3 separate regions of the Sus scrofa genome follow, and all the other regions are linked to region 3. The links are chromatin contacts, called in public Hi-C maps. All regions are on one chromosome and are shown on one strand. The core of a region is the stretch at or near the end of the contact, and the rest is flanking DNA. Distances in the headings are between cores, read along the strand shown.

Evidence for each region. Hi-C and Micro-C count contacts between places; a contact is called where the count stands out from the background.
Region 1: a Hi-C map of liver shows a contact between it and region 3, with 3 times the contacts expected there. The contact joins the promoter of ZBTB5 here to the promoter of SHB in region 3. A contact is called at or near these places in 4 of 47 Hi-C or Micro-C datasets (alveolar macrophages, heart right ventricle, liver and 1 more) and 2 of 2 datasets of contacts at active chromatin or transcription factors (alveolar macrophages and skeletal muscle).
Region 2: a contact with region 3 is called in a Hi-C map of embryonic fibroblasts, with 2.2 times the contacts expected there. The contact joins the promoter of POLR1E here to the promoter of SHB in region 3. A contact is called at or near these places in 1 of 5 promoter capture datasets (liver) and 7 of 47 Hi-C or Micro-C datasets (alveolar macrophages, embryonic fibroblasts, heart right ventricle and 4 more).

Annotation. Positions count from the first base shown.
Region 1 is chr1:238,176,148-238,180,477 of Sscrofa11.1, reverse strand. ZBTB5 (zinc finger and BTB domain-containing protein 5) reads left to right here and starts at 3,001. Exons shown (of 2, transcript XM_021066137.1): 1 at 3,001-3,244.
Region 2 is chr1:238,195,597-238,200,280 of Sscrofa11.1, reverse strand. It overlaps POLR1E (DNA-directed RNA polymerase I subunit RPA49), which reads right to left and starts at 2,622. Exons shown (of 12, transcript XM_021066147.1): 1 at 2,458-2,622; 2 at 1,492-1,595; 3 at 249-325. The coding sequence starts at 2,533.
Region 3 is chr1:238,824,903-238,829,398 of Sscrofa11.1, reverse strand. SHB (SH2 domain-containing adapter protein B) reads left to right here and starts at 2,975. Exons shown (of 6, transcript XM_021066254.1): 1 at 2,975-4,309. The coding sequence starts at 3,599.

The DNA of each region.
Region 1 (4,330 bases), core at 1,752-4,251, 650 kb after region 3:
CTCCTACTGAGCTAAGAGCTGAATTGACCAAAATCAGCTGCAATTCAAGCCTTCCCCTAGAAGGTACGAGGCTTCATTAGACTCCAGAGTACCAAAATAGTTACATCACAGAGATTCTGCCCAAGTAATTATGGGAAGTATGGGAGTGAAAGATTCTTCGTGCTTCCTACTCTGCCATCTTCCTATTGCTCCCTCCTTTTTAAAAAAAAAAAAAAAACATAATAAAGCATTGTGAAATATATTTGTGGAGTTCCCATTTTGGCTCAGTGGGTTAAGAACACGACATAGTATCCCTGAGGGTGCAGGTTTGATCCCTGGGCTCACTCATTGGGTTAAGTTTCCGGCGTTGCCACAAGCTGCGTTGTAGGTTGCAGATGCAACTGGGATCCAGCGTTCCTGTCGCTGTGGAGCAGGCTGGCAGCTTCAGCTCTAATTCAACCCTTAGGTGCGTAACTTCTGTATGCGACAGGTGTGGCCAAAGAAAGAAAGAGGTTTGTAATTGTGAGCACTATGGCTTGTTAATTTTTCCAAGATTTTTCCTGCCTATTCTTTTTTTTTTTTGTTTGTTTGCTTTTTAGCACCAAGGGTGGCACATGGAAGATCAAAAGTTAGGGGTCCAATCAGAGCGGAGCCGCAGCAGATGGCCTACACCACAGCCACAGCCATGTCAGATCTGAGCCACATCTGTGACCTACACCACAGCTCTCAGCAATGCTGGATCCTTAACACACTGAGCGAGGCCAGGGATTGAACTCGCCTCATGGATACTAGTTGGGTTCATTTCCGCTGAGCCACAATGGGAACTCCCTCCTGGCTATTCTTGCAGTGGCGTAGGTCGCCATCTACAGCTCCAATTTGACCCCTAGCCTGGGAACCTCAGTATGCCGCGGGTGTGGCCCTAAAAAAAATTAACACAGAAGTACATAAAGACTTAAAATTAAGAAGGACCTCTTAAAATATTTCCTTATCACACCTTCCCAACTTCCCCTCACTGAGGTAAATCTTGAACAGCTTGATAGTATCCTTTCAAACTTAGCCATACATTTACAAGCTATAATGTGTATGTCCACACACAGGTTTTCACTGGTTTTGTTTTGTACACATATGGGATCATTAGGGATAAAGAGTCACACTACATATACGGTGTATGTCAATGTATTGCAATCCTCTATAGATGCACATTCGCATTGTTTCTTTTTTTTCTTCCACTAACAAAGCTGTGATCAACATTCCCCTATATATTTTACCACATTTGTTTATTTAAGTAGAATTTCCAGAAATGAATTGCCAGCTAGAAGGGAATGAAATTTTGTTTTGTTTTGTCACTGCCAGAGGCAGGGTGGAACCCCAACTACAGCAGTGACTAAGCTGGATCCTTAACCTGCTGAGCCACCAGGAAACTCCATGAATGCCTAATTTAAAATTTGAAGATACTAAGTGATCTTCAGAGGGCAGCAATGACACTCCTAAACTACAATATAGGATGGGACTTTTTCAAACACGTTCCTAAGTGCTGAACATACAAATCTTTTTAATTTTTGCCAGTCTGTAAATCTGAGATAACATTTTAGCTCACATATGTTTCTAAGGGTCACATAGGTGAAGAGACTTCTCACATTACCTGGCTTACTGTCAGCATTCCGTTTTTTTTCTCAATCACCCAGTCTGGCAATAAAATACGTGTAAGGGCTACAAAATGTCAGGGAATCTTAATGAACAATAATTTACCATCAGACCTCATTGAAGCCTTAAAGAAAAAAACCTCGAGGGCAACATTTCCAACCTGTACAGTGAAGGGACAGATCAGCTGCAAAGATAACTTGAGTGTCACATTCTGAAGTGGGGTGTTCCCTTTTAAAAATAGTCTGTCTTCCCTCCACCCCCGCCCCGCCGCCCCAAGAATCAAGCTGCGTTCCCAGCCTGCCTTAAACTCTGGAGTCGCGCCATGCCCCTTACACTTCCCGTCGGGGAAGGCCCCTCCCAGGCTTCCTTGCCTCCTCTTCACCCAGGGAAAGAGAGCTTCTTTCTGCCCCAGGGCCCGGTGCCCTCGGAAGCCCTCCAGCCAGTGTCCCTCAGAGCTTGGCCTCTCCATCCGAGCGTGCACCTGGAGGTCTGGAAGCCACCCGGAGCTTACTCTTTTCTGAGAGCGTCACTTCGAAGTCCGCCACCCTTCCACATTCCCAATGCTGTTCTTTAGAGGTTTGGTTCTGGAGACTGCAGGCTTATTTGACCTGCGGCAGGTAATGCAGAGCAAAGTGCCAGTGGGGAGCCGGGAGGCACCAGCGCTTCGAGACGCTGGCACCTAGATTGGACGTAGGGCTGCGTCGGACCCAACTTCTGTGAGATGAACAGAATTTTTGGTTCAACATCTTTAGCTTGGATTTTGTCTTAATTCAACCTATATAGCTTCCTGAAATTATATTTTATTCCTTCCAAAGTCTACGAGATGGGAACTCAACCTCGGACACCGTGCGTGAGTGGGTCCCACGAAGGAAATTCGCATCCCATAGGGAGCCGGTGGTCACCGAAGTGCCGGGCGCCGAGAAGGTAGGGAAATCCTTCAAGTCCAGCCAGTGGTGGGACACACACTACCTCGCGGGCTCGCCTTACCCCTGGCTCAGACCAAAGGCAGTCGTGGTTGTGATTGGTGGAATTAGGAAAACCAGCTGGTCTCACCCACAATGGGCCTGGATTGGCCTCCACACTCAGTCGCTTTTCTACAGTCTAAATCTAGAACCGCTTAGTGATAAATCCCGCCTTCAAAGGCGTTTGATAACAGTTTTATGTGTTGTAAGGCAAACGGTGATTGGTCACAGAGCTCACGGATTCTGTCGGTAGTAAACACAGCGAGGCTCCTGGGACCGCGGATTGGTCAGTGTTCCGGGGGCCGAGTAAATTCCTCCAGATACCGCGCGCCGGCTGGCTGCACTTCTGTCCCGGCCCCGCCCTCTCCCCTTCTGATTGGTTGCACCCCTGCCGGAGGGGACGAGAAATGCCGCGGAGTAGGCGATCTCGCGTTGCGTCACTTCCGTTTACTGTGTGCAGCCGCCGCGGTGTTCTCAAGAGTGCCGCGGCGAAGGGGTTGAAGGAGCTGGGCAACAAGAGGCGGGGTGGACGGAAGAGGGAGGAAATCCCATCACCGAGGAGCCAGCCTGGACGTTCCGGTCTTCTGCCACACTGTCGGGTCGGATCGAAGAAGGGTCACCGCCTCCTCCAGCGAGAAGGGGGGCGGAGCCCGGCTCAGGTGAGGCGACTCTGTCAGCGGGAGCGGTGGTGGCGCGCGCTGGCGCGCTCACGTGGAGACAGTTGAGCTCTGGGGGAGCTGGGTGGGCGGCGCGATCAGGGTCTTGTCTAGGTGTCTGGGCGCGCGCCGAAGCGTACCGGTGCCCCCCCGCGTCTGCCCTGCCTGTCTTTCCTGAGGGTTATTGTTACCCTCAGAGCGGAGGGGCCAAGGCGGGTGGGAGGCGTGTTCTGCGCAGGCGTCCCCCGCGTCCCGACGCCAGGCTGTCTGTCCGCCGAGTGGGGCGGGGGCTCTTGCCCCCTCTGATCTGCGGGCGGGCTACGTTGGTTCCTGGGATCGCGTGGGAAAGACCAGCACCCTGGCAGGGTGAATAGAGAATCTGCGGAATGGGGTCGGGTGGCTTCCTTGCCCCTGTCCTGGGTCTCATTGAGCGACGAGGTTTCGTTTCACCAGAGCAAGGCCAAGGCGAGCTGGAATCGGGAACCGGCGGCTGAACCAGGAGGGGCGGAGCCAGTGTTTTGGAATGCCGCAACTAAAAGGACTAAAGTGTTTATAGGCATTTATTGAAAACCCACTGCTTCCAGGCTTCGTGCTAGGAGGTGTAGGGGATGCAGTGGTAAGAACAGTCTGTCCCCCTCCTCCCTTGTTTGGAGGACATACAGGTTTATGCATGTTAGGCAGTGAACTAAGGGGAGTTGAAGGTTAGTTTTTTTCCTTCCAAAAAGGTCATTTGCTATTAAGTCAGTCTGTATTCTGGCCTTGTGGACGATACTGTGGAAGCTAATTTCTGAATAGGACACAAATCCTGAATATTTAACTTGGCAAAAAATTTTTACATAAAGGCGCAGTAAAAGCTTCATTGCTAAGTGGTATACTTGGGTTCTGGGGTTAATTTTAATTAGTGGAAGTAAGAAACCTTTCACCTTCAGGAATTGAAGCAAAAATATTTCCAAAATGTGTTTCTATGCTTCTCTGTTTTAGTAGGTAGAAGATATGACATACATTGGGATCTTTTCTTTAGAGGTTGAAGAGAATGCTGTGCCTTACTCATCAATGATGATTTGTTGTCGTTATATAGGCTGTTGTGCC
Region 2 (4,684 bases), core at 1,373-3,872, 630 kb after region 3:
CTCAGTTAAAAAAACTCATCAAGATTGTAAATAAATGAGATTTTTAGGAAATTAAACAAATCTAAGTCACTTTTCATTTTCAGGAATGTCTACATGCTGGTGTGAAGGCCACTGGGTCTGGGAACACAGAAACTTGAGAAACCTCTCTAGATTTCCCCCATTGCCCCTAAAATAAAGGCAGAGAAGAGCAGTGCCAGGGCTGCCGCCACCACCCTCTACTCCCCGCAATCCCTTTACCCTGTCCCTACCTGCAGAGAGTGTTGCATTTGAGGGCTCCAGTCCCAAAATTGTTTCCCACATAGGAAAGTCTGTCTGTTTCAGCTGCCTAAAATGGAGAGGGGGAAAGTTCCATTACAACCAATGCTGAAAGATAATAAATATCTTGACTTCCCACAGCTGAGCAACCTCAGATACAGAAGCTTTAGACTCCAAACCACAGTAGATTAGAACAGGGAGAGCCTCTTTGAGATGATCCAGCTCCACTATCTTTAAGTGAATTTTGGGTGTCCCTGGGGAAAAAGCAAAAGGATTTTTGAAAGGGAAGCCCCAGGTATTGCTGGCTTCCAGCTAGGCCAGAAAGTTCTTGGTGGAGCTTGGGAGAGTAGCTGAGCACGTAGAGGCATGCAACAAAATGATCCTGCAGGCAACCCCAAAGTCTAACCCCTTCTTGAACCTCTTTGCCACCTCTTCCATGACTGTTCCTTACATGCTCCCAGGACCATGGAAATGGCTAATATACTCCTCAATCATAGCCAAGTTTTCCTGCTTCCCCATGTTTGTCCTTGGTGTCCTCTTCACTTGGAATATTAGCCTCAGCTGTCAAACCTTCCTCCATCCTTCAGGGCTCCAATGCATCCTGCCACAAGAAGGCATTCTGGCAAGCAGAGCGCACTTTGCCCTGCTCTGTACCCTCCCTCCCTGGAATCCTGAACTTTGTCTCCTTATGTGTAAGTGTCCCCTACATCCAGTTCTCACTTCTCTAGATCAGTGGTTCTCAACCCAGGGAAATACCCCTATGGGGACATCTGGGAATGTCTGACATGCTATTGTCACAACGAGGAGGTGCTAGGTATATTTGGGTAGAGACCAGGGAAGCTGCTAAACACCAGGGATGTGCAGAACAGTCCCCACAACAAAGAATTATCTGGGTCAGAAGGTCAGTCGTGCTGAGATTGAGAAATGCTGCTCTAGATTATGAGCTCCCTCCGGGTGGGGCCATGTCTGACTTAGTTGTCTCCCTAGCTGCTTACGGCCCAGAGCCACAGTGGGGGTTCAATAGATGGTTGCTGAATGAACAAATGAATAAAGGGCTATCATTTCACCATAAGTGTGAAACTGAATGGAGCCTGCTCCCACACACCAGCCTGCTGGGGCTCAAAGTTCTTTAAGGCTAATCTGCTATCCCCTGCTTTTCTCCTCTCACTCCCTTCCACACCCAAGGGGCCTCCTGAAGCCTGCAGAGTGGAGAAAACAAGCTACTGCAGCACTTACCAGGATCCGCTGACTCCTCTTCCTGGGGTTTGTGGAATCATTGCTCTTGTACAAGGTGAAGCGCATGTTGCCTGGATTCTGCAGCTTCCCATTGGAGAACTGGACTGTAAGATTGTAGCCCAGGAATGACATGAGAGCAGAAGGACCAAGAGAGTATGATGCAGAGGAAACAGACAGTCAATGAGAGGGAGTGACTGAAGGAATGGGGATGGCAAAGAGGCCCAGGTCCTGGCCCAAAGGAGGTTTTTTTTTGTTTTTTGTTTGTTTTTTGTCTTTTCTGGGGCCAAATTCGCGGCATATGGAGGTTTCCAGGCTAGGGGTCTAATCAGAGCAGTAGCCACCGGCCTACGCCAGAACCACAGCAATGCGGGATCCGACCACCACCACAGCTCACGTCAACGCCGGATCCTTAACCCAATGAGCAAGGCCAGGAATCAAACCCGCAACCTCATGGTTCCTAGTCGGATTCGTTAACCACTGAGCCATGATGGGAACTCCCCAAAGGAGGGCTTAAGGAGATCCGGATCCAGGTGGGAAGAGGATGGGGAGGGGATGGGAAGGTAAGGGGAGGCCTGAGGAGAGAGGGGCTTCGACGGGAGGGAATAACTAGGGGAAATGGGACTAACTGACGAGGCCTGGACCAGACCTAAAAAGATAAAGAAAAATTCTGCCCAATGGAGGAAAGTAAATGGAGCAGGTTTGAGACTTGATGGGTGAGGAGATGACCGGGTCTAGAGTACTGGGAAGGGGTAACTGGTAAGGCCTCATTCAGCGGGAAGGTGGTGACAGAAACGCGGTGAGATGACAGAGGAACCCTGGCCGAGCCCTAAGTAGCAGTAGAGCCTGGAAGGGATCTGGCCCAGCTGAGAAGGGGGACGGACCAGTAAGGGAAGACGAGGGCTGTAGATACCGAGACAGAAAGGGAGGAAGTTACAGGGAGCTCTGCTCCGGCTCCGCAGTCCTTACCCAGTAAAGCTCTCTGGCTCTCTTCGGGGTCTCCACAGTACAGCCACCTTGCACTCGGCAACACCTCCGCCGCCATCTCGCCCTTCTACCGCCAAGCACAGGAGTTAAGACAACTGCGTCCGCTAGGTACACGCGGGTGGAAAAAAAAAAAAAAAAAAGGCAGGGCGGAAGAGGCGTGGCCTCTCCGGGCACCGCCCTGCGCACGCAGAGATGCGTGGCTCCGCCCCCATCAGGCCCGGCCCCTAAGCGCTGTCTCGCTGAGCTCTGAGGCGGGCCATCCCCTCTCACTCTTCGCCCGCCCCTCCGCGTGGAGAGGCGGGGTCTCTGCGCTCCCTATGCCCCGCTCCTTCCTCCGCAGCAAGGCGCAACACGTGATTGGCCCAGCACTCGGCCTGCTCTTTACAGGTCGTGTGCCGCTAGGGAGCACACTACCTTCAGGTCTTGCTTTAGCGCATAGACGGGTTTCTTCGCGGCTGAGTCTAGGTAGGGTATGGTCTATCTCTACCACCGAGGCAAATAAGTCTTACTGACGCCTGAAAGTCCAAGTTCAAATTTAGAATTTTTCGATAGGCAATCCTTGCACGCTAACTAAATGTGGCGACTGGCGGAGACCGGCCGCTTTCCAGGACCTCCATCCACACACCTGGATATCAATCCTTAAGCCCAAACGTGATCCACAATCCTGTAAACAGTAACATGACCTCATCTTCTCGGACCTTGGCACAGTACCACCTGTGGTTCAATCAACTCTGAGAGTATGGACCAGTGGGAGAGGCCCAGCAGACTCAAAGCTTCTGGGGTGGACAAGAAGGGGGAACCAGAAGGCATGGTCCTTTGTCCCCGCGGATTCAACCCTCCCTACCGCATGGGGAGTTATTAGGCAAAAAGGAGGATTAAAGCAGATCTTTCAGCATGGGCCCAGGCTAGGACCCGTTTTTCTCAGTCAAAGGAGGGTACTGTTGAAGGGAAAGAACCAGGTTGACTCATCTGTGTTTTCCAAATTGCCTTCTTTTGAGACTTCCCCTCCCCCTGCACGTACTTCCAAGATGATCTAAAAAACATTAACACCTGGGAGTTCCCTTCGTGGCGCAGTGGTTAACGAATCCGACTAGGAACCATGAGGTTGCGGGTTCCGTCCCTGCCCTTGCTCAGTGGGTTAAGGATCCGGCGTTGCCGTGAGCTGTGATGTAGGTTGCAGACGCGGCTCGGATCCCGCGTTGCTGTGGCTCTGGCGTAGGCCGGTGGCTACAACTCCGATTAGACCCCTAGCCTGGGAACCTTCATATGCCACTGGAGCGGCCCAAGAAACGGCAAAAAGACAAAAAAAAAAAAAAAAAAAAGATAACACCTGAGCTCTCCTTTTTCTGAGCAAGTCTTTTCTAATTACCAAATCTCAACTTACAGAAAAATTGCAAGTACAGTGCAAAGAAATTTTCTGGCCCTGAACTTTTTAGAGTAAGTTATCAACCTGATGCCCCATCACACCTGAAGACCATGTATAGTATTTCCTACAGACAAAAACGATCCCTAAATGGCTACACTACAGCCATAAAAATCAGGAAATTAACATTGCTACATTACTACCATATACTCATCATTTCCCACTTCAGTTCATCAGCTCTTCTGGTAATGTCTTTATAACAGAAGATCTTGTCCAGAATCACATATTGCATTTAGCTGGCATAGCTCTGTAGTCTCCTTCCACCAAAAACAGTTTCTTACTCTGACTTTGAATTTTAAAGTTCACAGGCCAGTTATTTTGAATGTCCTTCAATCTGTTTGTCTAATGTTTCTCTAATGTTTCCAAGTGATTAGCTTCAGGTTATGCATCTTTGGCAGAAATTTTACAAATATGATACTGTTCTTCTCATTGTGTTATGTCAGGTGATGTACAATTCGATTTGTCCCATCACAGGTTACAGTAACTTTGATCACTTAACTAATGTGGAATCAGCCATGTTTCTCCACAGTAAAGTTATTCTTTTCCCTTTGTAATTAATAAGTATATTGTGGGCAATTTTTTTTTACTATAGACTAAGTAAATATCCTGTTCACCTTTCAATTATTCATTTATTTACTTACAAATATCAGTATGGATTTGTGGATTCTTATTTTATTCAGTAGATTGGAATCTGCTACTGTCATTTAGTTTCATGGCCAAATTTTCCCAGATTGGGCCAGTGGGAACCCCATAAGCTGGTTAGTGTCCTTTTAACATGTTCACATT
Region 3 (4,496 bases), core at 1,726-4,225:
GTCTTTTTAGGGCCACACCCCATGGCATATGGAGGTTCCCAGGCTAGGGGTCTAATCGGAGCTGTTGCTGCTGACCTACACTACACCACAGCTCACGGCAACGCTGGATCCTTAACCCACTGAGTGAGGCCAGGGATCGAACCCGCAACCTCATGGTTCCTAGTCGGATTCGCTTCTGCTGTGCCACAATGGGAACTCTAGTATATAAAAGTTAAAAGTGCCGAGAATGATGGGCAAAGTGTTGGGTTTGTGATGTCAAAGATACTGAATGCCAATCCCAGCCATGCCTCTTGATTCGATCTCTTCCCTTCACTGGTCCCAGTTTTCTCTCTGTGAAATGGGGTGGCTGGCTTTCTGAAAAGTCTGTCCAGCTCTAACCATCTATAGAGCTCTGATCTTTTTCTTACAAGTCCCTGTCTCCTCTAACCACTTGACACACTGCTTTTCCAACATTGTCTTTAGGGAACTTTTCTGCTTCCTTTCAGAATGATTATTTCTGACTCTGAGTCTTATAAGATGTCTCTACTAGTTCCCAAAGGAAAACACCCATATGTTTTTTGTTTTTTTTTTTCTTGCCTGCTTGAAATAAATACTACCTTAGGCCAGTTACCCCATCTGTAAACTGGGAATAATACCAGATTGTAGGGATGCTGAGTAGGGTTAATTACATACAGAACGTGTAGGGGTTGAGCAGATACACAAGCGCTCTGGAAGCTTTTGGCATAATGCTATAGCATTACAATAATTTTGGCTTGCAAATTATACCCCAGCAGAGGCATCACATGGAAAAGTGGGTCCGACCCTATGGCCCGCTGAAAGTGAAATGGAAAAAATAAGTTGTGAAGTATTACTTCTCTTCCTAAACCTTTGGAAAAGGCAGAGATAACACTTCCATGTGCAACCAACATGCAGGGAACACGTTTCCAGATCTTGGAGAAGAATTTCTTGCCCATGGTCACCTGGCCTGTTACTAGGGTCTGGCCATTCTTCCTGAACCTAGAAGCAGAGATGGGAAGGGAGGGAGCAAGGGAGGAATGGTGGTTGGTGGAAAAGGAAAGGTGGGGCTCAAAATGAGGACGTCCTCCCTTTTCAGGTTTTCTATTCGAGCTTCCCTTATTTGCAGGATAATTAAGTGCTTATACAGTAGAGGAATGATTTAAAGGATAATTTGAGATAGTTAAGTCCAGGGACACCTGAAATAAACATCTTGGCCCAGGTCAACTTCTGGGCCTTCTCTCCCCCAAGACACACCACACCACACACACACACACACACACACACACACACACACACACCCCCTCCACATCCTAGATTATTTCCTGTGAACTTCTAAATAAGTAGATCTCAGGCAATGAAGAGGCTGAGTAGTTGGTAATGGTGTCTGTGACTGTCTGGGTCACATAGTGGGTTTGTAAAATTTAACTGGCTCATGGAAGATGACAGTCCTGTCTAACCAGAGGGAAACAGCAAATAGCTTGATCCCGAAGGGACAATTTGCAGTCAATACCATTGCATCACTGTGTGTCGCTGAGTGGACAGAGCACAAGCTTTGGAGTAAGACCCAAATTGGAGTTCCGGTTCTGGCACTACCCCCTCTGTGGCCTCAGGCAGAGGAAGAGTCAACAACTTTCCGGTCCTCCTTGTCCAGGAGCCTCAGACTGAGAGTTTGACCTCCACCTCCAGTCCTGACCAAAAGAGCCAGTGGCCTTGCTCCCTGGTTTTTCAGGTGCCAATTTTCCTATAGGATATAGGAAAAAGTAGATTCTCCCAAAGCCCATCTGTAATGTACATGTTGCAAGTGGAGATAATTAATGATTTGGACAACCATCCTAATAAATCAGCATTTTTAGAGAATTTCTCAGATCTCAGTTCTTACCCATCAGGGTATGTCATATTCTGGGGCTTGACCAGCCAAATTCAAAGGAGCTCTAGTGCATTTACTTCCTTTCCAGGCAGTTCTTCAGTCTCTGGAGAGCGTATCTGCCTCCCAGGGAAAGCTTCACTGAGCATGATATGCCCCTGACTCGACCATGATATGCCCCTGACTCGACCTCAGTTTCCTCATTTTAATAATCAAAGAACGATGGGAAATGACACAATTTCGGCACCATCAGACTACTTAGCTGGCATTCAGGCCCACCTGGGTGACCTTGCTCTGAGCCTCAGTATCTCCATCATGTAAAGTGAGAGCCCTGGATTAAACGGAGCCTTGCCAGCTCCTACAACTTTAGGCATTAAATGTTCCAACAGTTCATTCTGCCAAGCTGGCTGTGAGCTGGGTTAAAGCCATGGCTTCCTCAGAAGTGAAAAGGTAAGCAAACATTTCGACCTCTCAGGTTGGCTCTCCCATTGGTGCGGAGCCGGGCCCCTGCCACCTATCCTGGCTGCATCCTTCATCTGGATTGCTAAAACACTTATTAGCATAAAGATTTTTTCCGATGATCTGGCACAGGGGGAGGAACGGGAGTCTTCGTGTCTTTAAGCAGGGGATAGGCACCCTGTTCCTAAGGGGCCTTGGCACCGCATTTCCTCCAAGTGGATCAAGCTGTTAACTAAAAATGTCCCATGTCCCCAACAGTGGGGATCCCTGCGTAGCATGGCGCGTGGATCTCAAGGGAGGGTTTGGCTTCTGCGCACAGCAGGCTCAGGCTGGCAACCTCTCGCCCTAGGCGGCGGCGGGCCGCGAGTGAGGCGGGGTTGGCTGCGCCGCAGGACCCCGGCGCCCTCAGGCGCGACCCGGGGACTGGCGCCGAGGCGGCCGCGGGAGGTGGCGCTTGCTGAAAGGGAGAGAAGTACTCCAGCCGAGGACCTGGGCGCTAGCGGGGTAGGGCCAGGGCCGAGGTCTGGCAGCAGGGCTGGTGGGGGTGGGCGGGGCGGGGCCTGCGGGGGCGGGCTGGGGGCGGGGCGCGCACAAGCCCGGGGAGGGCGGGGCCGCGGCGCGGGGCGGGCTCTGGCGGACAGAGTGTCACACACGCGGCGGTTCGGGAGGCGGCGACAGCGGCAGCGGCAGGCGCCGCCGGGACGGGCACGGGCGCGCGGGCTCGGGCGGGCGCCGGCTGCCTCCCTCCCTCCCTCCCTCCGTCGCTCGCTCGCTCTCCCGCCTGCTTGCTTGCCGGCCGGGGGCCGGGCTCACCCCACCACTCTTGGGAAGGAAGAAAGGGGCGGGGGGACCGAGGAAGCCGACAAGTTCCCGCAGCAGCGGCGGATCCCGGCCAAGGCGGAGCCTGCGGCTCCGACGGGACAGGAGCGCGCTCCGCGGCGGAGCGCACTGCCAGAGCGTCCGAGGAGGGGGGCGTCTGGGCCTTTCGCTCTCCTTGGGGCCGGGGCCGGGATCCCATGAGACGCGCCCGCGAGGGGCGAGAGATCCGAAGCCCAGGAGGCGCGCGGCGGAGGCGGAGGGCGGTGCTGCAGCTGCCGGAGCCCGGGAGCGGCCGGCAGGAGGCGGCGGAGAGAACTTGAACTTGGCGTCGGGAGCAGGCGCCCCGGACGCCCCTCGCCGGGGCCGGGGCGCCGTGGGACCTGGGAGGCAGCGCTGCCCCCCGAATGGCCGCGGCGGCGGACCGGGCTCCCGCGCCGCGGCCCTAGGCGGCCTCTCGCCATGGCCAAGTGGCTGAACAAGTACTTCAGCTTGGGCAACAGCAAGACCAAGAGCCCCCCACAGCCGCCGCGGCCAGACTACCGCGAGCAGCGGCGCCGGGGCGAACGGCCCTCGCAGCCCCCCCAGGCCGTGCCGCAGGCCCCCGCGGCCGCCTCGGCGTCCTGCGGTACGGCCGCCGCCTCCTGCTTCTCGGCCTCGTCCGGGTCTCTGCCCGACGACAGCGGCAGCACGAGCGATCTCATCCGTGCCTACCGCGCACAGAAGGAGCGCGACTTTGAGGACCCCTACAACGGGCCCGGCTCGTCGCTGCGCAAACTGCGAGCCATGTGCCGCCTGGACTACTGCGGCGGCGGGGAGCCGGGCGGGGGCCAGCGCGCCTTCTCGGCCTCGTCCGCGTCGGGCGCCTCGGGCTGCTGCTGTGCCTCCTCCGGCGCGGGCGCCGCCGCGTCCTCGTCCTCGTCCTCTGGCTCCCCGCACCTCTACCGCAGCAGCAGCGAACGGCGGCCCGCCACGCCGGCCGAGGTGCGCTACATCTCCCCCAAGCACCGGCTCATTAAGGTGGAGAGCGCCGCGGGCGGTGCCGGAGACCCCCCGGGGGGTGCCTGCTCCGGCGGCCGCACTTGGAGCCCGACGGCCTGCGGAGGCAAGAAACTGCTCAACAAGTGTGGCGCCTCGGCGACGGAGGAGAGCAGTGCCGGCAAGAAGGACAAGGTAAGGCGCCCCTCGGCCTCACCCGAGCTTCCAGAGCCACTGTGCGCACGGGGAAACTGAGGCACCGCTCTAGTTTCCAGTGCTTACATATGTTTCAGGCTAGGACCCTGGGGTCAGGGTTCCCACGCTGCTTCCCAGTTTTACATCCTTGCACGCGCTTTGCCCCCAGTCGTCGGCCTCCTGACAC